7 separate regions of the Mus musculus genome follow, and all the other regions are linked to region 5. The links are chromatin contacts, called in public HiChIP or PLAC-seq and promoter capture Hi-C maps. All regions are on one chromosome and are shown on one strand. Each heading gives the region's core, a stretch centred on a gene start, on an enhancer-like site or on the middle of the called end of the contact. The rest is flanking DNA. Distances are from core to core; before and after follow the strand shown. Region 1 overlaps Rasl10b (RAS-like, family 10, member B). Region 2 holds the start of Car4 (carbonic anhydrase 4). Region 3 holds the start of AA465934 (expressed sequence AA465934). Region 4 holds the start of Slfn3 (schlafen 3). Region 5 holds the start of Synrg (synergin, gamma). Region 6 holds the start of AI662270 (expressed sequence AI662270). Region 7 holds the start of Pigw (phosphatidylinositol glycan anchor biosynthesis, class W).

Region 1 (2,713 bases), core at 3-2,502, 550 kb after region 5:
CAGCCGGGGAAAATGGGGTGGGTGAGTTAGGGCATAGGGTCAACCTAGTGTTGGGATAAGGGGTCAGTCAGATCCTGAAGGCCTCCACCTATGAGTGGGGATGCACACCTGTCTTTCCCAGGCACAACTCCCTCATTCTTATTCTTTTCCTGGCTCTGCCCCTACAGAGACTGATCAAAACAACCTGAGACCTGATGGAGGCAGAATCTTAGGCAGTTCAACTGAGGTGGGGACAGGGACACAGAATCATCACTAGCATAACGTGACCCCCTCCCGGGCACCATCTTCCCCACCACCATCAGTCCCCCACAAACTCCACATCCCCCAACGTAGTAGCAGCCCACCCTAGTGCAGGAGATAACAGAGAAGTGGGACCTAGCATCAAGGAGAGAAAATGATCCTTTGAGAGGTTTCCTCTCCACACCGTCAAACAAAACAAAAAGAATTTTAGCCCCGGGGGCAATCTGGCTTTGGGGTCAGGGGTGAGGGGCACCCGGCAGGGACCATTGAGTTAAGGCTGGAAGGTAGGTGGTTGCGTCTCTGGGGGCTGCTGGGCAGGGAGGTCTCCCTGGATGAGGGAGAGCTCAGCCTTCTCTCCCTGACGGCTGTCGGACCTCAGCCCTCGGACCCCTTGGCTTCGGTCCTTGGGACACTTGCATCTCTCTGCCCTTTGCCGGTGGCGCTGCCGGGGAGAAGGCCTGGCATCAAAAAGCTGCCAGGATCCGCGACAAGGGGACGGACAAAATGAGAGCCCTGTGAGCGGAGCTGGGGAGCAGGGAGAAACACCGGAAGGTAGACAGGACAAATGAGGACTGGCAGACACCTGAGAGGACAGACATTGGAAAGAGGGACATGGGGTAAAGACAGATACACTGTGGAGAAGATGGGCAGGGGCCTGGCCAAGACAGCACCTCCTCACCCCACCCTCCATTTCACAAGCTCACCCCTTGGCCCACAGGTTGTGGCCCCTCCTGGGGCCGGGCACTACACTACAGCACTGAAGGTGACTGACCCAGGGAGACCCAGGTGGGAGGGGAGGACTGGGGAGTGGCGGGGAGACTCCCTCTCACCCTCTGATTCTCGTGGGGGAGGTGTGTGGCTGTAGGGGTGCTTCAGGCCCGGAGCCCAGAGTTCTCCTCCGGGGGTTTCCTGCTCTGGCCCTGGTGTCCCGCGGGAGGCTGGCCCCGCCCTGCCCTGCCTTTCGCTGGGACAGTGCTGCTGCAGGGCGCACGCGGCGTCACATGATGGCGCAGCGGTTGCGGCGCAGCGCTCCCTGGAAGCGCAGGGCAGCGTGCACGTGTTTGCAGCGGGCGCAGCCCACACTCTTGAGCAGCTCGCTGAAGAGCAGCAGGATGTGCCAGTTGTACTTGGCCGAGCACTCCACGTAGCCGCACTTCCAGGTCTTGCGCACCAAGTGCGACACGTTCCAGCGTGGAATCACGCGTCCGCGTTGCAGGTCGCGCTTGTTGCCCACGATGATGATGGGCGTCTCCGAGGTGCCGATCACCCTGCGGGTGGAGGCAGAAATTTGGGGGCGCTGCCAGTCTCGCAACCACTGGGCTCCGCGCTAGCGTGGGCTCTGTTCCAGGTGCAGCCCCAACCCCTTGAGGAAGGTTACATCTTTAAAGAACTCATCCAAAAAGGTCGACACTATTGTTCTGCCTATTTTACAGACAAGAAAACTGAGGCTTATATGTCAAAACTGATCCGCGACCATACACTCCCAGCCCCTGCTCTTCACTATTAGTATAGCCAACGTCATAAGTCGGGATCCCAAATGAGTCAATAGAAGTGGGATATTAGACCCACACCTGTAATTACAGCATTTGGGAGGCCTGAGGTAGGGGGATTTTGAGTTCAAAATCGGCCTAGCAACATAGTGAAACCCTGTCGAGAGAGAGAGAGAGAGAGAGAGAGAGAGAGAGAGAGAGAAGAAAAAGAAAGGGGGTGGGGACTCGTGGGAAGCAGAAAACTCAATACATTTCACTTGTGACCCCTCCTCCAGCAACCCCATCCATGTACCCCTCTTTTGGAGACAGGCCAGCATCAGGGCATCCACTGAGGTAGCAATAGATTGTCAGAAGTCCTCACCTCGTCTCCAGGATCTGCTGACGGATAGTCTTGACGTACTCAAAGCTGTCAAAGCAGCAGATGTCATAGACCAGGATGTAGGCGTGGACGCTTCGGAGTCCCCTGCAGCAGGCATCTGCCCACTCCTGCAACACCCCCGGCAAGTACCACAGTCAGAGCAGCCATGAGGCCTCCCAGCCTCCAGTCACCCTGTCAAACCTACACCAAACTGGTCCTTTCTATCCTGTATCCCCAACCCCAGAGGACCAGGCCCTAGGACCTCAGAGCTGGAACTCCTCCTCCCCTGTCAGATAGATAGAGCAAGCCACAAGCTGGTTACTTCCTGGCCCACCACACTATTTTGTGAGGATTTGTGGGTTGGATCTGTCTGATCCATCCATCCAGTCCTTTGTTCAAAGCGCATTTATAAATTCCCCTAACAGCACAGCCCTGACCTAATGGTTGTATCTACAATAATATGTTCCAAGGCTTAGCTGAAGCTCCGATTTACCACTTTTCCTGCAAGCAGAGGACTATACCCACCATCTCCTGTGTCTGAGGCCATGGATTGTACTCTGGTTACAACTATCCTATTTCCGGTTCCTCAACTGCAGTGAGCACCCAAGAGGGTCAGGACCCGGTT
Region 2 (2,757 bases), core at 79-2,578, 990 kb before region 5:
GGACACTGCCTAAACTCTTATACTCTTTATCCTTAAAACAGCACCCAGGAACACAACTACTAAACCCGGTTTGTAAACGACAGAATACTTTATACGTCTTAACCAACGTGAACAGCTACAAGGCACTGGTTAATTTAAAAACATTTTCCTTTTTACTAAGTCGTTTTAAGTGCCCAACCCCTAGACACACACACACACACACACACACACACACACACTCCGCCCTTTAACATTATATTAGTTGCTCTTTTCCCTCCACTAAGAAGGAGTTGTTGCAAGATGCCTTACATCCTCCAAACTAAGTCCTGCAACGGGGAATACTCTCTCTCCTTCTGGTCTGAGAGACCCCTCACGTCCCCACCGTACGCCCCACTATCCATTCCAGGGCAGAGCACCCAACTCTGGAAGGGAGTTCTGGCCCGTTGGACGGGAAAGCTTCCCTGCGGACTAAGAGATGAAGTCTTCGTGAAGAGCTATGGGGTATTGGAGAAGGTGCCAACCGCTAGAATCGCCTTTAGCTCCTTATCAAATATTAACACGCCTCTACCTCCACCTCCCACCTAGAAGAATAATTAAGAGCTCGGTCTCACCATTAATCTTTAAACGAAAATCACCTTGTCTGGAAAGACCGGCTTGGCCAGGGACTTGGGTCTTAGGATGCCCCCCGCCAGGCTCCCAATCCAGCACTGGGGGAAGGGGAGAAGGGAGCTTGAAGCTCAGAGGGCAGGACCCTAGAGTCAGAAGAAGGGAACACCGGGACCCCAATACATCCAACCTGCTGCGCTTGTTCTGGGTGGGCAACAGTTACCGGTTCAGAGTCTCTGCAGGACAGTCGGCCACTCGCCACCCACGGGCAAACCCAGGAGAACCAAGGTGCGAAAAGGACCGTGGATCCAGGCGGGTCAGAGAAGCATCCTCACCACAGATCACACGAGCGTCCAACACGCGGACACCCCGCGGCCACACACATGCGAGCACACATCCCCCTCTCCCGCAGCCTCCCGCGGACACGTGTAGGCGCCCCCGCTCACACAACCAGGTCCGCTGCAGCCTCACGGTTCCCTGCACGAACAACGCGCAGCCGGAGCGCGCTAGCAAGGGTACCGGGTCCTGGGGGCGCAGAGGGTCACCCGAGGATACCTTCAGTAGAGGGGGCCACGTATGCCAGCGCCAGCAGAGCAAGAAGGAGCTGCATGGTGCTTGAGGGGAAAGACGCTGCCCAGCCTAGGGTCAATCACCAATGAAGCCACCCTAGGCGTCGCGATCATGCTGGTGGAGGCTTTATAGCAGAGCCACGACCTAAGGGAGCCCGGACGGCTAGACGTGGGAGTCGGCTCCTCCTCCTGGCGGAGCCTCTCTTCGCCTTGTCCAGTCTCAGATCGGAAAGAATCATCTCCCCGCCTACCTTGCTACCTTGCTACCTTCGCCCATGGCGAAAAGACCCCTCACCCACTCCGCATCTTCAGGGCTTAGAAGCGGAGTATCCCCACCTTGCCCCCATCCTACTCCTGTTAACTGATTCCGGAAGAAAGATGAGCTATCCTCAGGTACCTGACCCACGGGGTATCTTCCCAGACTCGTAACTTCCATCATGCTGCCACCAACTGTTCAGGGTCTCCTAGTGTGTCCTTGTAATAAACTTGATTTGGGGCAAGATGGAGCCAAATGGTCTCAGGGAGACGGAGAATCGAGACGGTTGAAAGCTTTGCAATGCTGTTTGTTGAAGAGATGCCCGGTGAGAGGCTCTTTGAGGAAGCGGTAGCTGACGCTCCAGTCTCATCTTTTTCCTTCCTGGCTATTCCAAACTTGATTTTGTTTTGCGTTTTCTTTCTCGGGACTGGAGATGATGGTTATGATGACGACGACGAAGATCCTCCTCCTCCTCCTCCCCACCCCCACTCCTTTTCGTTCCCTATTTCTCATACTAGGCAAGCACTCTACCACTGAGTTACATCCAAACTCAATTTTAAAGAAACCAAGACCCGTCTTCCTACCTAGAACTAAGCTCCCTAAAACGTGGTTACTGGTGGGTCTTGTGCTAAGCCAAGAAGATGGGGTGGAGTGGAGAGTCGGGGGGCTGGAAAGGGTATGGAATTAAGGGGATGGGAAAGTGAGGAGGGGGCACGGAGACACAGTAGAAAATTGGTTTACTAGAAAAGCCCACGATGTCATAGGGGAAAGGACTGGTGCTTTTGAGATCTGATGACAGTAGATGACAGTTGGGGAAGAGAAAAAAAACTAAGGATCTGGATATATCCCTAATTCTCCCATCAGACAGGAAGAGTCCTCAGCAAAGAGTAAACGGTCTCCCATATCTGGGAAATGGATCTGGCCTCACTTCCAGGCAAGCACTACTTGTTACTCTCTGTGGAGGTCCCTTACATCTCACAGATGGGGAGTCTGCGCATCCCTGGGGAGTTTCTAGGACAAGTCTGGGGAGATGAACAAGGAATAGCAGTACACCTGGACTCCTCCATCAACAGGAAGCCCTATTTTTCTGGTCCAGCTACTTCCCTATCCGTTGCCAAATTCTCTTCACATCACCCTCTCCCTGCCCCAGCACCAGCCTTTGAACCTCTGTAGGGGAACGACTCCATCAGAACAATCCAAGCAAAGGAGCTTCCTCCCTTCTTGAGTCTGGCCTGCTCCTCTCTCTGGCCTAGGATCACAGCCTACACCGGCAGCTTTGATCCTACAGAGAGGTTGGAGGAGGGTGTCCTCACCAGGCTTAGGGTCTCATTGTCTGCTTCTGCTCTG
Region 3 (3,109 bases), core at 98-2,597, 670 kb after region 5:
TTTCAAAACAATGAATGAGGCCTTAGGTCAATTCCCAGAAAGACCATCACCACAACCAAACAACCTCCAAAACAACAAAAATCAAGCCAGGGGCAGTGGTGGTTACACCTGTAATCCTACTGCTTTGGGAGGCTGGGGCAGAAGAATCCTGAGTTTGAGGCCATGGTGGGCTAGCTATACAGACTCTGTCTTTAAAACAAAATAAAGGGGCTGGAGAGATGGCTCAGTGGTTAAGAGCACTGACTGCTCTTCCAGGGGTTCTGAGTTCAATTCCTAGCAACCACATGGTGGCTCACAACCATCTGTAATGGGCCTCCTCTAGCATGTCTGAAGACAGCGACAGTGTACCCATATACATGAAATAAATAAATCTTTTAAAAACAACAAAATAAAAACCCCAAAATAACCCATTTACCCCTTAACTAGTTAATAACATAATCCTAACGAATCTTACAGACTACCCAACCTAGACTATTAAAGTTCTCAAATCTACTATTAGAGCTTGTGTTCCCCTGCCCCAGAGAAACCCTTCCTGCTGTCAGCTCTGCCTCTCCATACTGCTGCCACTTTACACAGGAAACCTTATCTCGATTAATCCCAAAGGAAGGCTCTGCCCTTTGAATTACAGAAGCAAAGTTTGTGAAACCGATTCCGCTTAAAGATCCAGACAGACATGGTGGTACCTGATTCCAAGTTCCTGCCATGCCAGCAGGTACCTAGTTCTCTGCCTCACAGCACTCATCTCATGGCAACTGGTGTGCCAACTATGCGCCAGTTCACGAGTTTTCCCCCATCTCTCCCACCAGCCCCATCTCACTGAGTTCCTAAAGAACTGGGGAAGCGTGTTAACAGCCTGGAACAAAAGGGTTCAATTAAGTGACCTTGGTAAGCCTAATCCCATGGCTTTTAATTAGAAATGCATGAGCACAATTTATAACGCCATCTTACCTCCAAATGTCACACGGATAAGGACCATACCTCGGGCATCTTCAAGCACTCATTCCCCCATCCTCTAATTCATGGCGCTCTGCACAGATTCCTTTGCTGACCAGAGAGGACTTACACACAGGTTCTCAAAGCAAAAAAAAAAAAAAAAAAAAAAAAAAAAAAAAAAAGATAAAAGTCCAAACCCGCCAACTTCGGGAGCCTGAAGCCATCCTTGGTAGGGAAAGAGGACTGAGGACGGAGTCGGGGCTTCAATCGGCTCCCAACCTGGATTCTTCATTCCGCAGTCTTGGACAGGGACAATCTGGGCTGCAGAGGATGACCCGATGAGCGCTAGGACACTGCGTCCGGGGCACACTGGCTTCCCGCGTCCTCTCCCCTCCGCCTCTTCGGGCCTGCATCCCACAGCCCCGCGCGCGTCAGTAAGCCAATCCCACGGCAGCCAGAGCTTCACGTGACAACTATAAGGCGGTGCCTGCATGAAGAGCAGCCAATCGAAAGGTGAAGTGAAAGCAAGGGGTGGAGCTGACCTAAAGGTGGAGGCTGCTTCCCCGGGCTTTCTAGGCGTCTGGGTCTGTGTCTCGCGACTTAGGCCTGTGGTTTTTGCTCAGAAAGCGACGCTGGTTTTCTTCTTACACAATTCTCTACTCACGGGACTCCGGGCGACTGTTAGGCGTAGTGATTTTACCATTGCTTCGATGGAGAATGGGGAGAAGAGAGAGACTCCTATCTTGAACACTTTTTAAAAAAAAAACAGATTTTAAAAATGATCTATTTGTGATTATACATGTGTGTTTTGCCTGCATTCGTGTCTGTGCACTATGCCAACACAGAGCCCGCAGAGATCAGAAACAGGTATCAGATCTTCTGGAACTGGAGTTACAGATGGTTGTGAGCTGCCATGTGAGTGCTGGTAATCAAACCCTGGTATTGGGCATTCTAAATAATTAAAGATGCCCTGAGAAAAGTGCAGCTAAATATCAAATTGCCAAGGCCAGCACGGACGATCTCCTGGGAGAAGAGACATTTCATTTAGGTCCTGAAGAGCCTTAAGATCTCCTGATTCCCCCCTGGCGTGGTGATGCACGCCTTTAAACCCAGTACTTAGGAGGAGGCAGAAGCATATCTTAGTTTGAGACCACCTTGATCTAATAGGGAGCTCCAGGATAGTCAGAAGTATAGAGAGACAGAAAGATCAAGAAAATTATTAAACTCAAGATGAGTTAGCTGAAAAATCTAGTTTTCCAAATGTTGGCAAAGCTAAAAATCATTGTTGGGGTGCTTCTCAAAATTCCGTGAACTCTAGAAACAAGCAAAGACCTGTTAATCGTCCGTCGTCCAGTGTAAAAAAGTAATAGTAAAAACTCCAAATTGATTGTGACCCATAACTGACCCAATAGAATACTTCAAGCACTCCAGGAACAATTCTGAGTCACTGCAAAGTTTAAGGACTCCTGTGTTAGTGATAGGAGATTAGGAAGACAGGCTGAGACTTTGCTAAGAGCACAAACCAGTTGGATGCAAACTTGAAGAGTAGAGGGAGACTGAATATTTCAGAGGCCAAGTAATGAAGTGATCAGAGTAATATTTAAGGAAACAGTGTACACGCATGTTCAGAGTGAGACAGTGTAAACACTCCGAAACTGATTTCAAGAGCTAAGAAGAGTTAAGTGATAATGACAGTGGAAATGGAGAGGTGACAAACAAGGATTGTGATGATCAATAGGGGATTGGCAAAGGGTCTCAAAGAAATAAAAGGGAGCATAGGAAGTAACAAAGTGTTGCCTATACTAGACCATCTGTCTTAGTCAGGGTTTCTATTCCCGCACAAACATCATGACCAAGAAGCAGTTGGGGAGAAAAGAGTTTATTCAGCTTACACTTCCATACTGCTGTTCACCACCAAGGGAAGTCAGGACTGGAACTCAAGCAGGTCAGAAAGCAGGAGCTGATGCAGAAGCCATGGAGGGATGTTCTTTACTGGCTTACTTCCCCTGGGTTACTCAGCCTGCTCCCTTATAGAACCCAAGACTGCCAGCCCAGAGATGGTCCCACCCACAAGGGGCCTTTCCCCCTTGATCACTAATTGAGAAAATACCTCACAGCTGGACCTCATGGAGGCATTTCCCCAACTGAAACTCTTTTCTATGTGATAACCCCAACC
Region 4 (3,076 bases), core at 245-2,744, 770 kb after region 5:
TCCATCCAATAGCTGACTGTGAGCATCCACTATTGAAAAGATTTTTTAAAGTTTTATTTTTATTCTATGGACATTGGTGTTTTGCCTGCATGTGTGAGGGAGTCAAATCCCCTGGAACAGGAGTTACAGACTGTTGTGAGCTGCCATGTGGATGCTGGGATCCTTTGGAAGAACAACCAGTCTTCTTAACCACTGAGCCATCCCTTCAGCCCCATCATATAGCTTTTAAAGGGTATGAAAGCACTAGGGAGACTTATGTAGGAAGAGGTCTATCATGTGGGTGGAGGGACAAGGGAGAGTAAAGAGGAACCCATGACCAAAGGACATTCCACAGATGATAATATTACATTGAAACACTTAATTCAGTGCAATTTAATACCAATTAATAAGAAAGAGGCTCATGAGATTGGAAAAACATCGCCATCAACAACACATCAACTTTCCTTCGGACTTTCTATTTGAGGTCTTTGGAAGCTGTAGTTGCCTTTGCTGTTTGAACACTAGAGGGCACTGACAGCTAAAATGACAACTACAGAACCAACCTTACAGTAATAAGAGTTGGTTGGTTGGAAGGCTAAGGTGGGGCATTACAGTGACTTGGCCTATATCACATAAATGCAACTTTCCTCACGGGGCCACTGTGGTTGGGTAGTCTGTCCTACACCTGCTCAGGCAGGCTCCTTTCCTCAACCTCTTCTGGCATGGTTCCTGTCCTCTACCTCTTCTGGCATGGCTGAACTCTGCTCCTTTCCTCTCGCTTCTTGGCAGGAAAATCCTAAAAGTCCCCCCTTTGTCTGCCCTGCCCAGGCATTGACTGTGGGCATCGTTACTTACCAACCAGAACCAACTGGGGGCAGCCACGAAAACTCTTGACCAAACTCAATGCAGTAAAGAGTGCATTTTATACAGGGCTTTTAATATGAAGTTTCCTCCCCCCCCCCCTATTTCATATATAGGCTAACTTATAATTGGATTTTTAAAACCTTCAGGTTGGATTTTAAAGTTAGCCTGGATGTGGAGGAAGGGAGGGCCAGCCAGGCGATACAGAAGGGACTCATGTGAGCATTGTGGCAGAAACTAAAACCACATGCTGGTCGCCTTGTCCTTTCTAGACAGCCTTCAGGGAGGGTGACTAATTACAGGAGCGGATATATTCAAAACATCGCTCAGGCCTCATGATTATTTTCTGTGTTTCCTTCTCTTGCTCTCCATGATCTGAGGATATTGTTCCTTCCGCACTGGTCAGTTTCTTCTAAAGAGGCCCCTGTGTGATTTCAGTTATATAGCAGGACTTTCTGACCCAGAAGCGGTACAAATGATGACACAGAGGCTTTTGGGTATTTTAAAGCTTAAGCCTATAGCTGGGCAGATTCCCAACCAACTTTCTAGTTCATCCCGATTAGTCCTGGCATTACCTTCCATGTGTGGCCAGCTCTGTGTCTCTGCTCCTGTTCAGGTCCGTCTTTCATCTCCGAGGCCCCAGGCATTTTTGGCGCGCCTTTGCTTTCTTTTACCAGAGTCCCTCCCCCAGGAAGTTCTGTCATCCACTTCCTGCCCAGCTCCGGTGAGGGTGGGAGGCAGAAATCAGAGTGGCTAAGGACCTTGCACAGTCATCAGTGTTCCAATGTCTAGCTGCACAGCTAAGCTGAGAATTCCCCAGGATGCCTGGCACTCTAGGGATTATGCAAGGATGCCTCTGAAACAGAGTGCTGTCCATTACATTCTCCTAGTCAGACTGGCTAAACCTCTGTGGGACACTTGCTTCAGTCCCTAAAATGTAGCATTATAAAAAATTAGCAGGTCATAAAAGTATCTGTGTGTAGCTGGGGGGCTGGGTGTTCACAGCTACACCACCATGTGGAGGTCAGAAGACAACTGGCTCGAGTCAATTTTCTCTCTCTCCTGCACAGAGATCCCTGGGGCTGGGCTCCTCAGGCAAGGTGGGAGCTGCCTCCATCCACTGAGCCATCACTTCACTGGCTCCCACTCTTAAGTCTTTCCCCAAGGTTTGTCCTGTTGACCTGAAAACCTGACTCTGCAGCCAAGCATGCCATTACTAGGACTCCATTGCTCTTTCCCAGTTCATGTCCCTACCCAGGTCTCTGCCCCACACTGTTACAGTCATCCTTTACTTGGGTTCCTCCTTCTGACTTTCCTATGTTAATCCAGCTCCTGACCTGATACCCAAAGAGGCTGACATTAGGCAGGCAGCTGCTGCTTTTGTTGAAACTCTCTGCCAATGATCCTCCCGTGAGTTCCCGTAGCTTTGAGAGTGCAACAACTTCCTAGGTCATACATGATGTGTCCCACTACTCTCACGACTTCACACTGATGTCACCTCCATGAAACAAGTGTTTCTAATGTGTCTCAGCCCCAGTGGCTGTTGTGTGGAGGCAGAATGGTAGGGTGATCTCTAGTCCAGCTACTGTGACAGGTGTCACGAGGTGCTCATGCAGCTATGATAATGTGTCTTCTCACTTCCTTGGTCTTCAAAGGTCTAGGCCATAACTCTGAAAACCACAATCGCAAATCTTCAAAACAACTAAAACCCCAAAGCCAGAAAAACTTATCCTGGAAAAACAATAAGAATTCTTTAAGAGAATTTGATGACGTTTTGTTAAGATCATTTATTTTAGAAATATTAAAATGGCAGAACCTTTGTTATCCAAATTTTTTTATGTATAACTTCTCAGTTAATAATGAAGCTTTGTTGAAGAAAGATACAAGTAGAAGAACTGTATTCATAAAAACACAGATCTGAGGACAGAGCACATGAAAAAATGAAGTATATTTTAAAGATGAATTGTATTGATAAAGAAATAGATCAGAGCAGAACATGGCTAAGGATAATGGGGCCTGTGAACACCCAACTCATAGCCCCCATTATCAGAACTGTCGTGATGGGCAACCAGTCTTTTGATGAACTCCATCAAATGTCACAACAGGTTACCACTGTATGTACAATAGCTGCTAAGGGCTAAATGTCGAGAAATTTTATCCTTCACAAACGTAGATTTACAATAAAGACATTTCTTCCTTTACAAAGGAAATACCAACGTTTCAATTAATGCGTAAT
Region 5 (2,844 bases), core at 186-2,685:
TTCCTGCCTACATCTCCTCAGAGCTGGATTACAGGCATTCTCCAGTGCAGCTCCTTGGACCAGTGGCATTAAAATACTACAAACCAAACTGAGCAACACACTGAATTTTTCTGTGCCCAGGGGGTCTTCCTTTTTTTTTTTTTTGAAAACATTTGTGCCTAAAACATGAAATTCTTTGAAAATTTCTAGGACTGGTCCCATTATTACTCATACATTTGATTAGATTAATAGAATGCCACTTTAGAAATTGTCATCCTGTATATATTCTGCAGGCAAAAGCAATTTCTAATGCTCACTAATGAAAGACCCCAACGAAACAGTGACAAAACCAGAGGAGGAAGGAAAATGTTTTAAGTTTAAAGTCAAAGACTGTAGAGGAAGCAGAAAACCTGGCCACACACCGTTGCTTTATTCAAGTGACTGCTTTTTTTCCTTCCGTGAATGAGTGTGTGTGTGTGTATTCACAATATGCACCTGAAGGAGACGGTTACTTTAAAATCTTTTACACATTTGAAGTGTAGGTGATTCCAAAATTAAACTATACATTAAAAAAAAAACCCAAATACTTCGCTTTCCAAAGATAACTTAGGATATTTAAAAATAAAAGCTAATTTTATCTCGGAATGTGTGTGCTATATGTCAGCTAATTAAATAAACACAAACTGAGTCATGATAGAAAGGGGAGCAGACTTTCTGGAATCAAACATTTTGTCAAATGAAAATGAACTTGAGTTACAAACACCCCTTTACCATTCTGGATACAGGGAGCATAGCCTAAAAATTATCTGAAATAGAACAAAGAGCAGATTTTTATTTTTAAAAGGAGCTCAATAAAGTCTGGAAGCTTTTGTTTTAAGAGGAGCATACTGCTCTTGGTCAGTGAATTTTCTTTGTTTCAAAATGTCTATTTTAAAAGGAGTCAGACAAATGTTTTTTTCTACTAAACGGGCTTTATCTCAAGACAATTACTAATTCAAAGGTCTTCAGATTTTTCTATTTGTATGTGAAGAAAAGAAAAAAGGACTGGACAGGACGCTCTATGAGAGGAAAGACAGTACTGTACAGTCTTAAAACGGTTCCTCCAGCTTTGCGACTAGACCGTCACAGCCTTCGCTCCGACAGCAGCTCGAGCCCAGCAAGCCTAGCAGGGACTCGCGGGCGCTCGAGGCCCCGCGGCAGGTGCGGTGGCGCCTGCACCCGAGCGCGCTCCCCGCGGGTCCCCAGGACGCTCGCGCCCCGCAACCGCCGCCCCTGCGCCCGGCCCCACCTGCCCACCCCGCCGACCATGGCTGCCCACTCCGCCCGCCCCGCCGACCCACCTGCCTGCCCCGCCGGGCCCCGCGCCCGCCCCCGCCGCGCCGCTGGCTCCGGCTCCCGGCCGCAGCGCCATCTTGCTCGGGGCCGCCGCCGCGCCAGCAGCTGTCAGCCGAAGACAGGCACTTCCGGGGCAGACACCGCCCCACCAAGTCGGGGCCGACGACGGGGCGGGGCTGCGCGCCCACGTGACTTCATGGCCCCCGGGCACGAGCGGCGCGCCCCGGTGGCATTCTGCAGGAGACACAGCACTGCGGCTGGTGTAGTTAGTTTGCAAACCCGGATCTGCACTAATGCACACAGTAGGTCCTGATATAACCAGATGATGGAACACAGGTGCTTTTCTGCTGTTCCTTTACACAGCAGTCGGATCCTAGAGGGCCTTTACAGCTGTTTCCCTTGGCACTCTCTCTTCAGCATCTATTACAGACACTGACAGTACCTTTTACTTAAGTCAATCTAGAGCATACATGGACCCAATACACACGAAGAGGATATCCTCCAAGGTGCCCTACTCATGTGGTCGGTTTTGCCATAGTGAGGCACCGTGAGCACATGCTGAACCTACACAGGGTATTTTTACTTTGACACCTCCAACCCTAACCAAGCTACCTGGAAGTAAAATGTGTTGAAAGTAAGTTTGTTAAGCTCTTAGATAATGGATCAATCACAACCAGTCCCTGCCACTTCTTGCCTTACAGCTTTCGCTGAGACAATTATAATAGGTTATTAGTTTACTAGACCAGTTTTATGTGCATTTAATAGTCTGATGTCCCTGAGTTATTACTGCTATTTTAGAAATGAGAAAAAAAAATCTTGAAAGAAGTTCTTGTAATATGCTCAGATCTTGGAGCTGCAGTGTGTCCACACCAATATGTCCTCAAAGTCCTTGGTCCTTTAACTAGGACCACGCCCACTATTTGTGAGATCTGTTTTCCTTGTTTGGTCTTGTTTACTATTTCACTTTTCCTCTTCCCTGGTCAAAGCTAGCATTTATATAGGAGAGTCCTTACTGATATGTATAGGAGTTTAAATCCATTCCTGACCCTTTTTTTAAAAAAAAAGCTGATACAAGTTTTGTAGCTACTTCATGGACTGGGTGGTTGCTCAGAAAAAATAAAGAGAAAATAACTGAATGGGGATTATCAACACGATCTGTTACCATCTCTATCTGCATCCGTCCAAGGACACTCCCCACCTGTGTTAAGAGTCTTGTTAGGATGCTTTGAGATCACAGCCCCATACCACATAATCGTTTCTATACTTCATCACTGCCGTTAGTTGCTAAAGAGTGGTGCTGTTAGCATACAAAGCTTCAGACACAGAGATAGGCACTTTTACTCTTAAAACACAGGAAAAGCTGAAGGTCTAAAATGAAAATGCAGCCGCAATGGTTTCAAGTGTATACCCACTTCAGGATATACACTGACTCAACTCTCTGCAAGAACAAAACAATTACAAACTTTTAGTTTTTATTCTCTAGAGCAGTTTATTTAAATGAAGCCTGATTTTTTTTTTAAATCTTTATCC
Region 6 (2,908 bases), core at 382-2,881, 740 kb after region 5:
TCTCTCCTTTGGGCTTCCTGGCTGTTGTATTTTATAAAAAGAAAGAGAAGAAGGCAGGGATATGTTTGGTGGAGGCATAGTAAGGTGTTGGGGAAAGGGTCCCTTTGCTGGCTCATGCTGAGGCATCCCTTCCCCCTGAGGTACCAGCCACGGGATGGTATAATATAGAATAGAATGTAGGGCATAGGGATGTGAGTTGAGGGAGTAGAGACAGAGAAAGGCAGAGATAGTAGTGGCTGGCCATGAGCACGTGGAGAGTAGGGAGGGGAATGAGGAGAGGGAGGAAGTGAGTAAGGGAGCAAGGGCAAGAGGAGAAGAGCAGAGAGCAAAAGTGAGGAGGGGGCAAGCAGTCCCTTTTATAGTGAGTCAGGTATACCTGGCTGTTGCCAGAAACTGTGGGCAGAGCCTAGACAAAATGCCAACCCGGGCTGCTGCACCTGGTACCTCTCTTTCCTCCCTCCCTCTCCTCCATCTCCTAAAAAAGCTAGGGACATGTTCATTCTGGACGCTCCAAGAAGATTCTGCCCCGTGGCTCTGCCTCCCTTTCAATCCACAAACTTTCTCTTCCACTATACCTGGGACCAGTCCTCTTCCTTTCTTTTTATTTCTTTTTCTCATACACATGGCGCCGAAAACCAGGACCAGTCATGTTTTCTTTCTTTCTTTCTCTTTTTCATTCAGCCAAGATGAAGGATTTTGCCCAGAACCACTCCGGGTCCCCAGAAAATGGCGGCAGAGGTAGTTTGCAGAGTCATCTAAAGGCGTATACCCATAAAGCCATTTGGCTTTCCCATCAGGTCCAATTAGAAGCAAACACATATCTTTACGTACTTCCTGCTTTTGTACCCAACCCTCCCCCTTAATTCAGGCAGGGGCATGCATGTTTCCTCACTTACCAACTGGGGGCAGGCTCCTAGAAGAAACTTCCATGCCGATGTTTCAATGTTTCGTTTTGGTAACACAAACTAACAGGCAGCCACGAAAACTCTTGACCAAACTCAATGCAGTAAAGAGTGCATTTTATACAGGGCTTTTAATATGAAGTTTCCTCCCCCCCCCCCCCATCTAATATATAGGCTAACTTATAATTGGATTTTTAAAACCTTCAGGTTGGATTTTAAAGTTAGCCTGGATGCGGAGGAAGGAAGGGCCAGCCAGGCGATACAGAGGGACTCATGTGAGCCTTGTGGCAGAAACTAAAACCACATGCTGGTCTCCTTGTCCTTTCTTGACAGCCTTCAGGGAGGGTGACAGGAGCGGTTGCAGGAAGGATGTGATAAATCTCACATACATTCAAAACATTTCTCAGGCCTCATGGTTATTTTCTGTGTTTCCTTCTCTTGCTCTCCATGATCTGAGGATATTGTTCCTTCCGCACTGGTCAGTTTCTTCTAAAGAGGCCCCCCGTGTGATTTCAGTTATATAGCAGGACTTTCTGACCCAGAAGCAGTACAAATGATGACACAGAGGCTATCGGGTATTTTAAAGCTTAAGCCTATAGCTGGGCAGATTTCCAACCAACTTTCTAGTTCATCCCGATTTGTCCTGGCATTACCTTCCATGTGTGGCCAGCTCTGCGTCTCTGCTCCTGTTCAGGTCCATCTTTCATCTCCGAGGCCCCAGGCGACTTTGGCGCCTTTGCTTTCTTTTTCCAGAGTCCCTCCCCAGGAAGTTCTGCCCTCCACTCTCTGCCCAGCTATTGGCTGTCAGCTCTTTATTACAGCCAATAAGCAAGTAAAGAAGGTCTAATATTTACAAAATATAGGACCTCTGATAGGCCACAGAAATAATACTAAGAGGCAGGCAGATTTCTGAGTTCGAGGCCAGCCTGGTCTACAAAGTGAGTGCCAGTGACAGCCAGGGCTACACAGAGAAACCCTGTCTCGAAAAAAACAAAAAAACATAACAAAACAAAAAAACAAAAACAAAAAAACCCCGACAACAACAAAAAAAGAAATAATACCAAGATCCGGCTCGCACTCAGCTGTCTGGCTAGTGCTTAGTTTGCTGATGGTTTATCCCTCAACATTGAGTATATAGAGAGCCACCTTCACATAATGCACCCCTAACTCAACTACAAGGATTTTGCTTTTACCTTTGGTGCCAGATCGTTAGTCCTGGTTTTACTCAGTGCTGGCCAGTGGATGAAATCAAGAGTCATGACCTTTTGTCTTCTCTCTCCTGAGAAGATTCCATACAGCAAGCCTGTAAGCTCCTCTCAGTAGTCTTGGTCCGTATTTAATATTTCATAAATGTTTGCTTTAAATTTGGCCTGAAGTGGTTGCGTTCATTTTTTTTTTTCCCAGCAAAACCCAGTATAAACATAAACCCTGCAGATGCACTCAGGCGATGCTGGGAGGCAGAAATCAGAGTGGCCAAGGACCTGGCACAGTCATCAGTGTTCCAATGTCTAGTTGCACAGCTAAAGTGAGAATTCCCCAGGATGCCTGGTACTCCAGGGATTATGCAAGGATGCCTCTGAAACAGACTCCTGTCCATTACATTCTCCTTGTCAGACTGATGGAACCTCTATGAGACACTAGTCATTTGTTACAGTTGTCTTTGATGTCATGTATATTTTGGTCTCTTAAGTCAATATCTGATCCATCTTTGTGTGTTAAGACTTGGAAGGCTATGAAACTAGATGACACAAGAGGGACTGATGGACCTCTGAAGGAAAGAAGTCCAATCGTTACATGTCATTGTCCTCTCTTATGTATCTATCCTATGTTTGTATGTTCTGACTCAGGGCTGTAAGGCACAGCTGCACCCAGGGCTCCAGGTGGTGCCTAGCTCCACCTTCAGCTGCTTCTTGGGAGCAGGAAAACTGCATTGATAAAAACTTCACATCTCAGAACACTGAGTATGCATAAGGGGATGGGGTTGGATGAAGGATTCACAAGTAAAT
Region 7 (2,700 bases), core at 186-2,685, 920 kb before region 5:
GGAGTGTCCCAGACTCCCATCCCTGCCTAGCAATGAGGCGTGAGGATGAGGGACATCTATAACGGATTGATGAGTCAATCCCGATACAGACTTTTTGAAGCTTTGAACACACCTAGTCTCCAAAGAAGCAGGACCAGGGATGGCCATGAAACAGGGAGAGGTAAAATTCAAGAAGAAAAGGGAATCAGGGCTGGGCTAGGCAATATCACTGTGTACACTGTACCCCATCACCCAAGGGTCTCTGGAGACTCAACTGGAAGCTGATCTTGAGAGGGAGGCCAGTCAGGAGACCACAACAGCGCATTTAAGTTAGAATCCAAAGCTCACAACCTTCTTAGAATATATTACAGGAGCTAAGCCTCATTTTTATACAATTGCCAATGGTATAATACCATACCACAAAGCGCAAAATTATGGCTCGTACGGGCGAGACCTGCGAGAGAGCTTGGTAAATGCTGGTTATTACTTTGCAGCGTCAGCTCCTGGTTGAAGTCAAATCAGATCAAAGCAGTTTTCTCCAGTTCTCCTGCTCCCTCCTCTTCGTGGTTACCACCAAGAATTTCTGGAAAGGGTGTGACCACAGTAGGCAGAGGAGAGTAATGAGTATGTGAAGGACCAACCAAGTCAAGGCAAGTGGTAACCAGATTGCCACCCTCTCCGCCTCTGCTTCGGATTTCTTTTTGTAAGAAGTACAGAAGGAGGGCTATAAGGAAAAGAGCTGGGTCCTGGGGGGTGAGGATGGGGGCTCAGCCTGCTTTGCTCCAGATTCCTGGACGGATCCAGCACTTCCAGCACTGGCAGCGTGCCCAAGGTGCCCAGGGCCGGGATACCACTCCGGAAGCACCTGGTACTGAGAGAACGCGTCCTTTCTGGGAAGGTGGCTATGACCCTAGTCAAGGGCGCAGTTTCCTTAAGTCTCTCCCGCCGTCCCTGGGTAGAACAAGGAAAGAGACGTCCAGCCTCGGTCAGCCAGAAACACCCCCTTTCCGGCCCCCTGCTGGCAAGCTGAAAAGTGACCGTGAAGGTCCTTGCCCTGGGCAAAAGCCACGAGCTGTGTGTTACCTCCTCCTTGGTCATAAGAGGGTAAAAAGAGAAATGCTGAATTAGAAAGTGAGACGCCTCCTTCTGTTTTAGCTGAGCGACTCACCGACCTCCCTACCTCCTCAGGCGGTGTGGGATTTTGGATCTAGGTGGAGAGTGGCACTCACCGGTCCCACGGCCCGGGCGCCCAGCGTGGTAGTCCCAGCCCAGGCCGATTGGAAGGGCGGGTGGGCAGGGTGAGGCAGCGGGAAGAGCCCGTGGAGGAGAGAGAGCGCGGGAGCGGCCGGGAGAGAAAGCCGGGAGCTCCAGGCCGCCTGGCGGAGCACTGCAACCGCGGCTCGATGGCCCGGAGCCCGCCGGCTCCTCCCCAGGGGCGGGGCGTGCACACGCGGCGCGGGACGCACGTGGCCCGTCCCAGGCCGCCGGCTCCGGCTAGCGGGCTGTTCGCGAGGTGAGGTCTATTGAGTCCGGGGTGTGAGGTGTGGCGTTTCCGTGGCCTCCCGAGTTCTGGGTGGGAAAGTGCGGTTCCCGAGAGCCCTTGCGCTGCTCTGCTGCAGGTCGCGGTGCCCGAGGCTGACGCGGGCTCCGGGGACCCTCTACCTAACCCGCCTCGCCCTGGGGCGGAGGGGAGACGCCCCTCCCACGGACCCGCCGCGCGGCTAGGTCTGGAGAGCACCCGGCCCAACCCAGCTCAAGACCCTGAAGGGCGTGGGGAGTTCGGCGGGGTGCGGACTGTTGCCATCCCCGGCGGGGGCGCGCGGAATCTGCGGTCCCGGAAGAACAGGCTGAGCCGCGACGGCCGGAAGCGCGGCTCGCGAGGCGGAAGCGGAGGGTGCCCGCAGTTTGCGGTGGGAGCCTGTTCTGTCCACGCCGGAGACCCTCAGTCGTGGGCAGGGCGTGGTTGTGGCCAGGTCTGCCAGGAAAAAAACTTAAAAGGCCAAAAGAGCAGGGCCACTTACGGTGAGGTGCTGGTGTATTGTCAGGGACATCAATTCACATCTGACTGTCGGATGTGTTCTCTCAGGGTGCAACTTTTCAGACATTAAAATGTGACAGGTTTTAGGTTGCATTAAAAAGAAGCCACTGGCGCTGGTATGCACTGTGCATCCATTCTGTCCACCTGCTTCTTAATCTGAAAATATGGCTGTGTGTAAAATAGGAAAAGAGCAACCCGAGGCTCATGCATTCTTTATGTACCCAATGTTGAAACCAAGGGCCCTAACTCTAAAATACATTTACAACTTCTCTCTCTCCCTGAAGTCGTCCCCCCCCCCCCCCACACACATGGTTTGTTGGTGGTGGTGGTGGTTTTTAGACTTATTCATTATGTATACAGTGTTCTGCCTGCATGCCAGAAGAAGGCACCAGATCTCGTTATAGATGGTTGTGAGCTACCACATGGTTGCTGGGAACAGAACTCAGGACCTCTGGAAGGGCAGCCAGTGGTAGCACATGCCTTTAGGTATTGCAGGGGATCGGGGAGGTAGGTGGATCTCTGTGAGTTCAAGGCCAGACTGATCTACATATTAAGTTTCAGGATACATGGCCAGACACTGTCAAAACCCAACAAACAAAAAGAGCTGGGCAGTGATGATTTTAATCCCAGCACTCTCATGGCAGAGGCCTGAATTTGAGACCAGTCTGGTATGCAAAACAGTT

What was found. Promoter capture Hi-C pulls out the DNA fragments that hold promoters and counts their contacts. HiChIP or PLAC-seq counts read pairs in DNA pulled down with a chosen protein or histone mark.
Region 1: a contact with region 5 is called in a promoter capture Hi-C map of hippocampal neurons, with 2.7 times the contacts expected there. The contact joins the enhancer-like site here to the promoter of Synrg in region 5. A contact is called at or near these places in 8 of 39 promoter capture datasets (the 3T3-L1 cell line, the C10 cell line, the HPC-7 cell line and 3 more) and 1 of 115 datasets of contacts at active chromatin or transcription factors (astrocytes).
Region 2: a promoter capture Hi-C map of hippocampal neurons shows a contact between it and region 5, with 2.4 times the contacts expected there. The contact joins the promoter of Car4 here to the promoter of Synrg in region 5. A contact is called at or near these places in 1 of 39 promoter capture datasets (hippocampal neurons) and 1 of 115 datasets of contacts at active chromatin or transcription factors (pancreatic cancer cells).
Region 3: a FOXA1 HiChIP or PLAC-seq map of pancreatic cancer cells shows a contact between it and region 5. The contact joins the promoter of AA465934 here to the promoter of Synrg in region 5. A contact is called at or near these places in 6 of 39 promoter capture datasets (the C10 cell line, hippocampal neurons, liver and 2 more), 4 of 115 datasets of contacts at active chromatin or transcription factors (astrocytes, bone marrow-derived macrophages, memory CD8 T cells and 1 more) and 3 of 9 other capture datasets (adipose tissue, liver and macrophages).
Region 4: a promoter capture Hi-C map of neutrophils shows a contact between it and region 5, with 2.9 times the contacts expected there. The contact joins the promoter of Slfn3 here to the promoter of Synrg in region 5. A contact is called at or near these places in 2 of 39 promoter capture datasets (neutrophils and pre-B cells) and 1 of 115 datasets of contacts at active chromatin or transcription factors (memory CD8 T cells).
Region 6: a promoter capture Hi-C map of pre-B cells shows a contact between it and region 5, with 3 times the contacts expected there. The contact joins the promoter of AI662270 here to the promoter of Synrg in region 5.
Region 7: a contact with region 5 is called in an H3K4me3 HiChIP or PLAC-seq map of embryonic forebrain, with 6 times the contacts expected there. The contact joins the promoter of Pigw here to the promoter of Synrg in region 5. A contact is called at or near these places in 4 of 39 promoter capture datasets (the C10 cell line, cranial neural crest, hippocampal neurons and 1 more), 1 of 484 Hi-C or Micro-C datasets (B cells), 1 of 115 datasets of contacts at active chromatin or transcription factors (embryonic forebrain) and 2 of 9 other capture datasets (adipose tissue and liver).

The regions. Positions count from the first base shown.
Region 1 is chr11:83,417,355-83,420,067 of GRCm38.p6, reverse strand. Rasl10b (RAS-like, family 10, member B) reads right to left here. Exons shown (of 4, transcript NM_001361568.1): 3 at 2,092-2,216; 4 at 1-1,508. The coding sequence ends at 1,238. Among named protein-coding and RNA genes, the nearest start is that of Rasl10b, 9.0 kb to the right of the region's middle. Within about 2 kb of position 1,252, at least 60 of the 459 cell types and tissues checked have an H3K27ac peak or open chromatin away from gene starts, as enhancers often do. A contact at or near this core is called in hippocampal neurons, where this site is marked.
Region 2 is chr11:84,956,325-84,959,081 of GRCm38.p6, reverse strand. It overlaps Car4 (carbonic anhydrase 4), which reads right to left and starts at 1,328. Exons shown (of 8, transcript NM_007607.2): 1 at 1,141-1,328. The coding sequence starts at 1,195.
Region 3 is chr11:83,289,937-83,293,045 of GRCm38.p6, reverse strand. It overlaps AA465934 (expressed sequence AA465934), which reads right to left and starts at 1,347. Exons shown (of 3, transcript NR_028363.2): 1 at 1,213-1,347; 2 at 949-1,072.
Region 4 is chr11:83,189,748-83,192,823 of GRCm38.p6, reverse strand. It overlaps Slfn3 (schlafen 3), which reads right to left and starts at 1,494. Exons shown (of 3, transcript NM_011409.1): 1 at 1,416-1,494. Slfn4 (schlafen 4) reads right to left here. Exons shown (of 8, transcript NM_011410.3): 8 at 2,608-3,076.
Region 5 is chr11:83,963,022-83,965,865 of GRCm38.p6, reverse strand. Synrg (synergin, gamma) reads right to left here and starts at 1,435. Exons shown (of 20, transcript NM_194341.2): 1 at 1,320-1,435. The coding sequence starts at 1,390. Ddx52 (DExD box helicase 52) reads right to left here. Exons shown (of 15, transcript NM_030096.2): 15 at 2,778-2,844.
Region 6 is chr11:83,222,299-83,225,206 of GRCm38.p6, reverse strand. AI662270 (expressed sequence AI662270) reads right to left here and starts at 1,631. Exons shown (of 4, transcript NR_015519.1): 1 at 1,556-1,631; 2 at 897-997; 3 at 576-755.
Region 7 is chr11:84,879,020-84,881,719 of GRCm38.p6, reverse strand. It overlaps Pigw (phosphatidylinositol glycan anchor biosynthesis, class W), which reads left to right and starts at 1,435. Exons shown (of 2, transcript NM_001077636.1): 1 at 1,435-1,492. Myo19 (myosin XIX) reads right to left here and starts at 1,550. Exons shown (of 25, transcript NM_025414.4): 1 at 1,209-1,550.